3 separate regions of the Mus musculus genome follow, and regions 1 and 2 are each linked to region 3. The links are chromatin contacts, called in public Hi-C maps. All regions are on one chromosome and are shown on one strand. The core of a region is the stretch at or near the end of the contact, and the rest is flanking DNA. Distances in the headings are between cores, read along the strand shown.

Evidence for each region. A called contact is a pair of places that touch in the nucleus more often than the background predicts.
Region 1: a contact with region 3 is called in a Hi-C map of uterus, with 5 times the contacts expected there. The contact joins two enhancer-like sites. A contact is called at or near these places in 1 of 39 promoter capture datasets (stem cell-derived epiblast-like cells), 1 of 484 Hi-C or Micro-C datasets (uterus) and 1 of 9 other capture datasets (embryonic stem cells).
Region 2: a contact with region 3 is called in a Hi-C map of cortical neurons, with 2.9 times the contacts expected there. The contact joins two enhancer-like sites. A contact is called at or near these places in 2 of 484 Hi-C or Micro-C datasets (cortical neurons and cumulus cells), 3 of 115 datasets of contacts at active chromatin or transcription factors (embryonic stem cells, memory CD8 T cells and neural tube) and 2 of 9 other capture datasets (adipose tissue and embryonic stem cells).

The regions. Positions count from the first base shown.
Region 1 is chr13:46,185,287-46,189,377 of GRCm38.p6, forward strand. No RefSeq gene overlaps it. Among named protein-coding and RNA genes, the nearest start is that of Stmnd1, 86 kb to the right of the region's middle. Within about 2 kb of position 2,660, at least 2 of the 459 cell types and tissues checked have an H3K27ac peak or open chromatin away from gene starts, as enhancers often do. A contact at or near this core is called in uterus, where this site is marked.
Region 2 is chr13:46,362,001-46,366,639 of GRCm38.p6, forward strand. No RefSeq gene overlaps it. Among named protein-coding and RNA genes, the nearest start is that of Rbm24, 54 kb to the right of the region's middle. Within about 2 kb of position 1,866, at least 24 of the 459 cell types and tissues checked have an H3K27ac peak or open chromatin away from gene starts, as enhancers often do. A contact at or near this core is called in cortical neurons, where this site is marked.
Region 3 is chr13:46,624,253-46,628,420 of GRCm38.p6, forward strand. The region is part of intron 7 of Cap2 (CAP, adenylate cyclase-associated protein, 2 (yeast)); the gene reads left to right. Among named protein-coding and RNA genes, the nearest start is that of Fam8a1, 43 kb to the right of the region's middle. Within about 2 kb of position 2,574, at least 25 of the 459 cell types and tissues checked have an H3K27ac peak or open chromatin away from gene starts, as enhancers often do. A contact at or near this core is called in cortical neurons and uterus, where this site is marked.

The DNA of each region.
Region 1 (4,091 bases), core at 1,410-3,909, 440 kb before region 3:
TCTCACTCAAAGTCCTCCATATCTCTCTGTGTGTGTGTGTGTGTGTGTGTGTGTGTGTGTGTGTGTGTGTGTAAGAGGAGGAGGAGCTTTGTGTACATGTTTACGTGCATGTGTGTATAGAGGCCACAGATTTATGTTAAAGGTTATTTTCAATTGCTCTCCACCTTGTTTGTTTGCTTGTTTGTTTTGAGGCATAGTCTTTCACCTAACCCTGAGTTCACCCATGAGACTTGATTGATTGATCAGTTGATTGATTGACTGACTGATTTTGAGACATAGTCTCTCATTCTGCCTCAACTTCACCCATGAGACTAGACTTCTGGCCATCAAGTTCTGGGGAAATCCTCCTGCCTCTGCCCACTTAGCACTGGAATTACACATGGGTGCCACTGCACTTTCCTTCTTCCGAGGCTGCTAGGAATCAGATCTCAGCTACTTCTCCCTATGCATCAAGCACTGCATTCAACCGAGTCTTCTTCCCAATCATCCTTCCCATTTTCTTCAAGGACCTATAACATTGGAGTCTTTCTTCCCTATGTGGTGACATAGGTATTTTCCTATACACATGCCACTTGTATCTTTTACTCGTCCTGGGACCATGACATATCATTTGTCTCATCTAATGGTCCCTATTACCTTCAGTAGCCACCCTATCCTGTGCATTACTTTCTAGAAGGTTCTGGAAGGAACATACTACATTCATTGGATCTCCCAATGTCTGTAGCCTGACTTTTGATCCTACCATTATCCTGAAGCCATCTTTGCCAAGATGGCTGCCACATGCAATGGACTTTCTGCTCCTTATTTTGTTCAGCCATATTATGAAATCTGGTACCATCTCTTCCTTTGAAATTCTATTCTTCCTTGACTTAACTGACACTGGGGACACTCTGTCTAAATTGCATCACGAACACATAATGCTATCCCAGACAGACGTCCAAATCTTCGGTCTTTCTCCTTGTACTCACATCCCACAGAGACTCTTAATTTAACAAGCTCCAATATGAACTATCAGCTCTTCTGTATGAAACACTAAGTAAAACTGACAAGTCAGCTCTTTCTCATCTCCTCCTTTCTCCCCTCCCCCTTCTTCTTTCCTGCTTTGCTGATAATTTAACTAAGGTTTCTTGAAACATCAAGTGTCTAGGTACTTGGCCCCAAGTTTGCAATGATAAATGAGATTTCAGAGGACAACAAACATCAGCGAATCCATGTATTCCCATAACAGTAAGAAGAACACTAGAGGTCTTTGGGAGGGATCCTGAAGCAGGATAGAAGAAAAAGTGATTATACAAAGGAAGAGTGAGATTGGTCAGCCAGGAAAGGCTCCCGTGAATAAATGAGATCATTTTTCTCTCAAATCACTGCTGGACTGCTCGCACCAATCACCAGGTCATCACCACACAGGGAGCCTGAGATTGTCCTTAGAGCTACCATCTATATCCATCTAGAGTCCATATGTATGCAAGCATCTCTCGAAATGTATCCTTGCCAGCCGGGCATGGTGGCACACGCCTTTATTCCCAGCACTCGGGAGGCAGAGGCAGGCGGATTTCTAAGTTCGAGGCCAGCCTGGTCTACAAAGTGAGTTCCAGGACAGCCAGGGCTATACAGAGAAACCCTGTCTGGAAAAGAAAGAAAGAAAGAAAGAAAGAAAGAAAGAAAGAAAGAAAGAAAGAAAGAAAGAAAGAAAGAAAGAAAGAAAGAAAGAAAGAAAGAAAGAAAGAAAGAAAAAAAAATGTATCCCTGCCATTCAGCCTAACTTCCATTATACCGCCAGTTCTAATGGCAGCAGAACAAGGAGGTCCTCTACTCTGACTCCCCTGGAGTCGGCAATCTCTGCACTTCCTGGGTGCTTGATCTCTGGCTGTTGGATTCAAGAAAGCTCCAGAGGCATCATTTCACTAAACTCCAAATCCAACCACATTCTTCCCCTGTTTATGATTCTCCAGTATCCTCCACACAATCAATCGAAGGAGAGGAGCAGGGCAGATGGGTCAGCCAGTAAAGTACTTGCCTTGGAAGTACAAAGAACTGAGTTTGCCCCCTGGGAACCATGTTTTCTCAAAAGCTGGCATGGTGGCAAGTTCTCATCATCAAGGGGACAGGGACAAGAGGGTCTCTAGAACTTGCTGGGAAAACAGCCCAGTCTCCTCGGTGAATCCTAAGCCAGTGTCTCCAAAAGTATGATGGGCTGCTGAGATGGCTCAGCCGGTAAAGGCACTTGCTGCCAAGTTTGATCTCTGGATCTCACTCGATGAAAGAAGAGAACACATATGCTGAAGTATATGTGCACTACCTAGCCCCACATATGTGTTTTTTTTAAAGAAACAAATAAGGCAAATGGTACCTAAAGAGCAATAGCTGAGGTTGTCCTCTGGCCTCCACATGCGCTCACACATAGATGCACACACACACACACACACACACACACACACACACACACACACACACACAGTCACACACCAGCTTCATTCTCACCAATTCCCCATTCACTGTTATTTTAGTTACAGGTCTGTCAAGCAGACATACCATATTCTTTTAAGTCTACATGCCTTTGATTGTTCTGTGCCTTCCCGTGAACTGCGGGCACCTTCTGATCCTTAAGACAAACTTTTGTTCATCCTCGGAGACTCGGTTCTGGATTCATCTCTCTCTTATGCATCCCGTCTGACCAAATAAGGTTGTGACTTATGCTTGACCCACACTGTTCTCTGGCTCCCTCTGTGTTTATCTCTAATTATGTCTCTGACATATTTACATATTCTCTTACTCCATAAAATTGTGAGCTTCATGAAGATGGGAAGTCGGAGGACAAGCATCAGCCTAATTAACATGTGGTGTCACTTTGGAGTCGGAGACAAAATCAATCAGAAGTACAAAGGCAGGCAGATGCCCCTTCCTTCCTCCCTCCACACACTGCCGTCTCTCTGGGAGAAATTACAGTTTTGTTTTTTAGAAGGAGGCAGTCAGGTGTGTGATATATTTAGAAAGATTTCTATTAAAATGGTTGGGATCTTGAAAAAAAATATTTGGAGATGTTCAGAGGATACACTTTAATTATCTGAGGACTCATCGGTACAAAACATTTTATTGCCTCCCCGTGCAAGAACAAAGGGTGCAGGCAAAGGGGCAGTACACACAAAGGCACCTTTTGAGCCCATGCGTGGTTATACACTCCGAGGGTGATTTGCACTTGTTGAAGCCACAGAGGAAAACGAGCAAGGTGACAGATGAAAGCTAGGCTGTGGAGGAGGCTGGAAAACAGCGATGATGCTGTTGGAGGGACAGAGTCGGGGCACCTGAAAGAGAATGTTCTTCCTTCAGACACGACGGCACCCGTGGCTGATGTTGACTTTTCATAATTACCACTCCTCCCTCGCCGCTCATCTCCCTGACTAGAAAAACACGATTAGGAATATTAATCATCTTAGTCAAATCCATCGACCTAAGAAAACACTCTATAAATTTCAGCAAAACTGGATCTGAACAAACAGGGAGCAAGCATGCCTGGAGTAGCCATGCAAATGCAGGTGGCCCAGTTTGTATCCTCAGGAACAAAGCAGTCAGCCTCGGTAGATATTAAGTAGTGGAGTATTAGCCTTGGGCTAATGCCTCTTCTGGAAACGTCATAAAAGAAAAGGACAGACATTAGAGAACCTGGCATTGCTGGCACACACACTTGCAGCCAGGGGGCACTGAGCCACTCAGGACTTGAAGGTAAGAAGATCAGAAGTTTGAAGTTGTCTTCATCTAAATAGCAAGTTCGAAACCAGCCAGAGCTATATGAGACCCTCCTTTTCATTTTTTCAGAAATAAAAATAAAGGATGAGGATTTTTAATTTTAATAATTGGCTATTTTAATTGGCTTTTAAGCAATTACAAGGCAGCTTTGTCTTGATTTCAGACGCTTGACATCCGTTTAGAAAATTTAAAACACGGGGCTCAGACACAGGTTAGTTAGCAAAGTGTTGGCCTTGCCATCAGAAGAACCTGAGTTTGATCGCCAGGATCCATGTTAAAAAGAAAGCTGGTTGTGGTAGCACACACTTGTGATACCAGACAAGGATCCCTGAGGCTTGCTGGCCAAC
Region 2 (4,639 bases), core at 616-3,115, 260 kb before region 3:
TTTATTGCAATAGAGTGGAGAGACCCTGCGGGTGTAAACCCTAATATCAGGCGAAGAACTAGCAGCACAGGCAGGTTGCTGCCTCTGTCAACAACTCTAGACTTACGATTTCCCTCAAACCTCCAGTTGTAGAACAGCTCAGGGCATACGCTCTTTCCTCACAATATTTGGAAAGGGCCAGACAGAGATGGTTTAAACATCCTGCCAGGGATACAGTTATTCTAAAGAGACTCGTGTGCCCTGCCCCTCAGCTCTCAGAGACAACCGAAGCAGTGGATCCTGAGAAACTGGAGCCTCTTGCTGGGGAAATGGAAAGGTTGGAGCCCAGGGGCCAACCGGAGGAGGAGCTTGTCTCTTAGAGGTTTCATGCAGCTCTGACAACGCGTAAGGCCACCTTGCGGGAGAGACTGGAACCCAGGCAGGAACAGTCAAAGGGGGTGGTGAGCTGGACCACACCTTGACCAGGACTGCTTAGTAATTGTTCCTGTCCTTCTATTTAAACCTAAACCTTGATGTCAAGGCCCTGTAGATGGACTTGGGGGTCCTTGGACCCCTTTGTTCTTTTTCCTAATGTGGTTATGTTGAATCCATCTCCTTTCTCTGCTCTTTGGCATTATTTGCTTCTCTGTCTACCCTAGCCATAGAGATCAGGATCACAGGTAAGCAAAACACAGTAGAGCTTTGATGCCACCCCACTTTCTTGGAATGTTCTGCCTCAGTTTTATTCTGCCCCTCCTATCCAATCTAGTCAGTCAGTGTTCCCTTAGCACCCTAAGTTTTACTCTTCGTTTACACTAAACTGTGGGAGACTTATGACCTTTCATGGGAAAAGCAACAAAGCAGAGAGGCCTTTTGATGGTGAAGTCCAGCCACTGTGGAGTCCGAATGAAGGAGCGAGACACTGGGATGAGGGTCTGTTGTTCTCTACCATCCCTCTAATCTTTGGGCAATCATTCCTCCTCCACTTGATGCTGACTAGCTAAAGTCTTTGTCCCAGTGATGAGAACAATTATTCCTCTTTATTACTCCGATTGGTGGCTTGCTAGGGAATCCCTGCCTCAGTTGAATTCTCGCTGGGGTAAAATATATAATAACTCCTATTAATTTTCTCTGCATTAAGATGGGATTCCTGTGTGACTCAATCTACTTGGTGCTAACAGCTCAGCGTGGGAAGAAAGAAGGAAGAGAAGAAGAGAAAGAAGAAAGAGCCAGAAAGAAGCCATAGCCACAGACAAAGAAGGTTCAGAAGACAGTTTTCCTGGGCTCTGAAATTCTAACCCCCATCTGGGGATTTGTACAGATTGCTCTGAGAGTGTTCACATTTTGAGAAGAGATCTGACAAGTCAAGAGAATTCTGAGATGGGGCAGAGAGAGAGAGAGAGAGAGAGAGAGAGAGAGAGAGAGAGAGAGAGAGAGAGAACAGCTTATCAGCAACAGTAGAAAACCAAAGAAGGATGAGGTGGTGGCTTTCAGGGGCTTGAAATGCCGCCATGAATAAGCACCTCCTAGGTGAGATCTTCCTCCAGCCAAGAACAAAGTTAGACAGGCAGAAGTTAAGGAAGCGGAGCTAGAGAAAATGTTGGCTCGGGAAATGAATGTAACAGCTACTAGATAAAGATGGGAGGAAAACAACTTTCCCTTTCACCAAAAATCTTCTGAGAGAGGCTGTTCAGCCATCTGTTTGCAACGCTATAGAAAGAAAGCGTTTTCCTGGCTGCTGGTGGACTGATTTGATTTTTGTTGGGACTCTTGAGTCGAAGTTCCACATTTGTATGAATTCTGACTTGCATACCGTAGGGCATTGTGAGCCAATGCACAGTCAAGGTAAGGTCGGTACCTATACCACTGGACTCTAGCATAGCCCCCTAGGTCCCATGGCCTCCCTGCCGTCTTTAGGCCTAGCATCTGTCTCCACAGCAGCACGTGGTCTGGGTTGCTTCGTCTCTAGGCTTCTTGCTTGTGCGTGTTTAGTACTCTTTGTTGTCATTAAGCATGAGCAATGGATTTTTCACTCAGCAGCTTTCTCTCCCAAGCACTCTTGCAAAGAAAATGATGTGGCCAATTGTTTATTCCATGGATAGCCTTTTTCTGTCCCCAGAATGTGGCCAACATAACCATGACTCACGTTCACAGGACAGAAGGGCTGTTCTGGCTCATGCTTTTACTTCTTTGGGCCAATTGGAGAGTTATTTATAAACATTTATTGATTTGGATTCATAAACCCGAGAGAGAGAGAGAGAGAGAGAGAGAGAGAGAGAGAGAGAGAGAGAGAGGGAGAGAGAGAGAGAGAGAGAGCTTGCTGTGCTCATTGCTATGGTAACTAGCATCTCTCACATATATTGGCCAACTGTCATATCTCAGAACAGAACTCCAAAGCCTACCTGTAGCTGCTGGCTACATATTCACCCTTTTTCATTTTTCAACTGAACTTCAGTGTTCTCTCCCCCACTGGCTCCCAGTGATGGCACCACACTGGGGCAGAAGCATAACTGATTCCTGAGGTGATTCTTGGGCCTCTCTTGGGGGTATTCTCCTGATGACTTCTAATCAGTTTTCATTGTCAAAGCTAAAGAGATTCTCACCCAAAGCTGAGCTTTGCCACGTGCCCCATCAAGTTGGGGCTCTATTCTTCATCGACAAGGAAACCATATTGTAGCAGAAGTGTGGGAACAGAAGTATAAAGCAACAGAAACGTGTTCTGACATGAGTCACACGAAACAACATAGGTGAAAGTGAAACTCTACATAGAGGACGGTAGCGGCAAAGCATGCTGGGAGGAGCAAAGGCTGACAAAGAGATGGAAGTAAATAAATACTCAAAGAAATACTTCCTTTTTCCTTTATTTGTTTCCTTCTCTCCCTCCTGCCCTCCTTCCTCCTCTTTCCCTCTATCTCCTTTGCTCCCTCCCTCTCTCCTTCCATGCCTTCCTCCTTCCTCCCGCCCCTCCCTTCTTCCTTCTTTCTCTCCTCTCTCTTGAGATGAAAACCATGCCATGTCAAAGAGCTGTTTTAAGGAATCAAGAAGAGAGTTATACAAAATGCCTAGAACAATGTCAGGGATTATCCTGTGTGTGTCAGAATGGTTTCTTTGAAATAATAAATCTTGTTTTTGCCAGAAAAAGACCCTGACTTTTTGAAAGAGATGAAGATTATGCAATTTTTGGCTCTACTTTTAAAGACATAATAAAAATTTACTCACATACAACCAGGCAGAGATGTCTTCTACAAATTCAAAACTTAGGCTTACAAAAAACAAAAGCAAAAACAAAAAAAAATCTAAAACAAAAACCTATCTCTTTAGTGCGTCATTGCCTAACATTACTGTCTGACTGTTCTTTCTCCCTCCAAGTTCTGATTGTGTGTCTCTTGACTGCCTCTCACATGGCATTGACTTTGGAACATTGTCAAGCACATAGATCAATGGTTAGTCACTCTAGGCTAGCCCCATGAAATTTGATCTCCTAGACTGATACTAGGATGTATAAGCCATGTGACTTCACACAGAGATATACGTACCATTTATAGGACTGCTCCCAGGTTTATGACTTATGAACATGGGGATTTTGATAAGTTCTAACTTAAATGATTGCCATAAAAGAGGAGGAAACCAGGGTGGATGAATAATATGCTCTTACATGTTGCATCAGCAGAAATATTTCAGAGAAAGCTTTGGTTTGAGCCAGGGATGTGTCAGAATCAAAGGTTTGGTTCACATTTTTCTACATTGAGGGAGCACAAAAAAAAAAAGTTTCTACATTTGCCCCTTTGTCCTCACCCTTGTAACTCAAGTTCTAGGTCAAAGACACACATACTTTAATTGACCTAAGACTGTAACTTTGATTTTTTCAAAGTCTTCTTTTAATGATGGTTCTTAGATGCTTTAACCTCCCTTCTAGCCTACCACCCACCAGAGGTAGTGGAAAAGAAAGGGTGGGGAGGGAGTGGACCTGTTTAGAAAGGTTCTTTGTTGCAACTTCTGTCTGTGTCATCTGGAAATTGGCAGTTCAGTTCTCAGGTCAGCAGTGGCAGCTTAATCCACTCGATAATACTTTGTGGATACACCAGCGGTCTAGTTCGGTATTGTCAGGATAGCAGCAGCTGTGGCATGACCTAGAAGGGAACAGTCAGGCCTCAGCCAAATCGGCGCACATATCAGCAGGAGGGACCAAGGGGGAAGGAGAAGTTCTCTGCTGTGCCTCACTCAGTGAAGGGAAGATCAGAGAAAGCATGAGACCAGTGTGTTGCACACAGCTAGCTGGACCAGCAAGCCAATCCCAGCCTCCATCACTGTCTGTCCTATTTCTATTCCCTCCAAGAATCATGTGTCCTCCATGGGTTTTGCCTTAGCACATGAGTCTGTCTCAGCTGACATCACTCTGCCAATCGGTCCGAGTCTAAAGAATCAGCAAGAAGCTGCAGCACACCACCAGAAGTTTTTTTTGTTGCGTCTCTTGCTATGGAGTCCTGACAAAAGGAGCTCAACTACACACTGTAAGGCAGCCCAATACATGCGTGACATTAGGAAGAATCCTTCATCACATGTCCTATCACATGCTTGCTTTAGCAGAATGTCCTTTTACCTGTGTCTGGCAGTAAGATACCAAAAAGCCCATTCCTATATACAACTTCCCTAGTCTCTC
Region 3 (4,168 bases), core at 1,324-3,823:
TACTTGAAAATTTTTACAACCAAGAACTCAAAGTCTCTGAAGTTTGAGGAGTCAGGAGTTAATTCTCATTCCTAACTTATTTAAACTACATCCTGGGGACTACTTTAATAACATATTCAGTTAGAATCCCATGTTTGAGGTGGGCAGAGTAGCACATACCTGTAATCTGGACACTCAGGAGGCTAAACCCAGAGGATTGTTACAAGCATGAGACCATCCTAAGCAACATAGCCAGACCCTGTCTCAAAAGTAAATTCATTTTTATCTATGTGCACTGCTGTTTTGCCTGCTCGTGTGTCTGTGTGACAGTCAGTGTCAGACCTCCTGAAACTGGAGCTACAGACAGCCGTAAGCTGCTGTGTAGGTGCTGGGTCCTCTGGGAGAGCAGCCAGTGCTCCTGATTGCTGAGCTCTCTCTCCATCCCCAGATGATTTCATTATTGTTACTTTGTTTCCTTCATTTATAGCATCGACAGACACAGTGTAATTGAGGATTCTTGTCATTTATTCTTTCACACAGGACAAGACTATGAGACAGTTGTGATTTAAGGGTGTGGCCGGGCAAAAGTGTTCTCCACAGGAGATATGAGCATACTTGTGGGCTCCTTTTCTGTTGCTATAACAAAACACTCCACGTTGGGTCCTTTATAAATAAAACATATTCTTTAGTTCAGAGTTTTGGAGACTGGAAGTCCGAGATTGGAAAGCTCTATCTATTTGGACTTGGGGGGTGGGGGACTTCTCCATGAGAGTGGAGAGATGGCTCAGCGGTTGAGAGCACTGGCTGCTCTTCCAGAGGTCCTGAGTACAATTCCCAGCAATCACATGGTGGCTTACAACCATCTGTAATGGGATCTGACACCCTCTTCTGGTGTGTCTGAAGACAGCTATAGTGTGTTCATATACTTAAAGTAAATAAATAATTCTACTCCATGGGCCACCATGCCGTGTCCCAACCTCTCTGCAGAAGCATCTAAAGATCTGTACTTCCGCCGTGATACTTATGTTTATATCAGTAAATGATATCAGTTGATGAGACACCTTCTGGATCCCAGGTCCTGGGCCCCGTGACTGGCAGACAGCAGTAAGATGAATAAGAAAGTACCCCCTGAGTTCTGGAATTGGCCAAGCCAAACCCAGATTCACCAGCAAATATCTGTGGTGTGATGCGAATTATTGTACCAGTGTTCTGGGGAGTCTCTGTCCAGGGGAACAGGAACTGTCCTCCCAGAAGAGCTCCAGAAGGGGCTGCAGGATGGTTGTCGCTAAAGGGCATGCTCTATAAGCATAAGGACTTGCACCCATGTGAAAAGCCAGGTGTGACACTTATAATGACAGCTCTGAGGAGAGGGGAACAAGCAGACCCCTGGGGCTCGCTGGCCAGCCTAGTGTAATTGGAAGCCCCAAGCCCCAGTGAGAGACCCTGTCTCAAAACACTAAGGTAAATGACCCCTAAGGAATATCAGCTGAAGCTGACCGCTGGCTCCTCTAGCACATACACCCATGTGCATGCACAAACACATGCTTGTACACCCATGTGAACATGTAACACACACGCACATGCTCTACTCCAAAAAAAACCTATGAAAAGATTGGAGCTGAACCCTGAGGGATCTGGAAGAGTCTTCCAGTTCACAGAAGTGAAGCCTTCTAAACTAAGCCATGGAGAGGCAGGGTGGAGAGGTAGAGGCCTGTCTGGAGGCACAGAAGTGTCTTTTCTGCCCTGAGGCTATGAGCTCACAGAAGAGGCACCCAAGGGTCCCCAGCGATTGCCCCCAGGGCTTTAGACATAGATGATGCCCCTGCCCACTTCCACCTGACCAGCTACAGTCATTAACTATAGGTTGTGTCCAGTATCAATGGGCCCTGTGAATGTATGTCTTTATTTCTATGCCAAGACAGTGATGAGAGTGGACAACGCATTTTTACACTGCTCAGTGACAGTCCCCTGTCCTGCCCTGGCCACCTGCTGCCTCTCATCTTTAGATGACATGAACTGATATTGAGTCTGATATCATGTTAAGAAAAAAAAAAGGGTTTTCTTAAGAAAAGAGGGAAGATATGGGTTATCCTGTACATGTGATACAACACTTCATGAAATAATGCACAGAGCTGATCCCTGGCCCCTGTCTACCAAACCTGTCATTCAAACTAAGTGAATTGCAACCCCTGGGGATCGGCTCAGTGGTTGGAATTGAAGTCCATGTTGCCCTGTGTTTGCCCAGGTTACCCTGTGTTAGCCCAGGTTACCCTGTATCAGCACATATTACTCTGCATTACCAACACCTCAACTCTTAAGCTCAAAAGATGACACTGTTGGGTATTTTCATTTAAAATGTAAAAATACCTATACAACATTAGTGATCTCTCTAGCAGCCCTTAGCTTGCCTTTGTCTTCATGACTGTTGTTTCCAAAGTGCTGGTCTTTCAAGGCAGCACAGTCATCTCTTTAGGATCCTAAAATCCAACTGAAAAACAAAAAACCTTGAGTTCCGTGACAAAGTAAGCCTCAACCAGCCCAATGAAGTCACTGTCCAGCTGAGTCAAAGCGTGAGTCGCTCTTGGCATTTATTTATACAGCCGTTGGCTCTCCAGCGTGCTCTCTTTGATGAGTAGATGTGGCTATCTTTAACTCTGGGAAGCTTTCCCACGGAAATTTTATTTTCCCTTCTTTTATGAGAAACTGTATTTTCGTGTTGCTGATGCCGGCAGTCAAGAAGAAAAGACGACTTGGAGAGTCCAGATTTGGTGTAGGTTTCAGCTGCAGAGCAAGGTCAGCCTCATAACCACAGCCACTTAACAAGATGGTTTCTCTCAAATGCCTAGCCCGCACCCGTGAACGAGACCGTGCCCCACTTACTGTCTCTGCTGGGATGCCCTGGTCCACTTTTATCAAAAAATCCTACCTTGGGCATGTCGAATAAAAATCAATTTTGGAAGGACTCATCTAGACACTCGAATTAAGACGTGAAGCACAGATCTAATTTTACCGGCCGGTGTGAGGCATTTACTCTGTCTCTGAAGTGACTTGGTTTTGTTTATTCTCATCAGTTGCAACTCCCTGATTTGTCTACGTCACCAAAGGGGCACTATACAAGATCCACCAGCGGATAACCATCCTGAGATAGAGAAGAGCAAACTCAGAGGCTAGGGTGAAGCACTGAGATATGGGTGCGGGGCTATGGTCATCTTTATGGTTCTGTTTTATTTCTGAGGCATGGTCTCATGTAGCCTAAGCTGGATTCAAACTCCCTTTGTAGCCAAGTGATGGCCTTGAACTTCCGATCTTCCAGCCTCCAACTCCCAAATGCCAGTGCAGTGCTGGGGATCAAACCAGGGCTTCTTTTTGTCAAGTAGGCATTCTTCAGATCGAGCCACATCCTCACCCCAAGATTTGGGTTCTCAATGACCTTCCCTTTCACATCTTGAGATAAGACTGTTCGGAGCCGTGACTTTGAAAAGAACTAATCCAAACGAGGCCCCATGTCATGTCATAGCTGTGCACCCACCTTTTTATAGCAACTGCATATAAGTATTATAGGACTTTGTGGGAATCAGAAACCTCCATCGTGTTCAATATCCCTTAATAAAGAGAAAACAGCCTTTAAATTGGCTTTCCAAACGTTATTAATAAGCATGTCCTTAAAATATTATGTAGCACTTCTCTGTGGTATTATTAACAATTCTGTTTTCTTGGAACGGGTCCCGGGAGCTTTCTTTTCCTTGGCAGAAGTCTCAAAATCCTAACAAGTGGTAGAAAGAATTCAGCCCGGAGCCATGAGTCCGAGCCGGCTTGCACTTGCGTTGCTAGGATGTGCATCCTTCCGTTGCTATGCAGAGATGTATCTGTTTTATTTCATTATTTTCTTATCTGTGTGTGTGGTGTGCATGCATCTGAGTGTATGGGGGTGTGCACCTGCCTGCAAATATGTGGAGGCCTAAGCAGAACGTCCAGTGTCCCCGCCACCCCCCACCACAACTCTTTCTTCATTGCCTTGAGACAGGGGTCTCTATTCCACCTGGCTCTCTTTCACTGGACCAGGCTCACCATCTTAGCTAGGCTGACTAGCCTGTCTCTGCTCCCCAGTGCTGGGGTTACAGGCACACATAACAATAACCCATCTTTTATGTGGGTGCTGGAAATCCAAACACAGGTCCTCGTGTCTCGA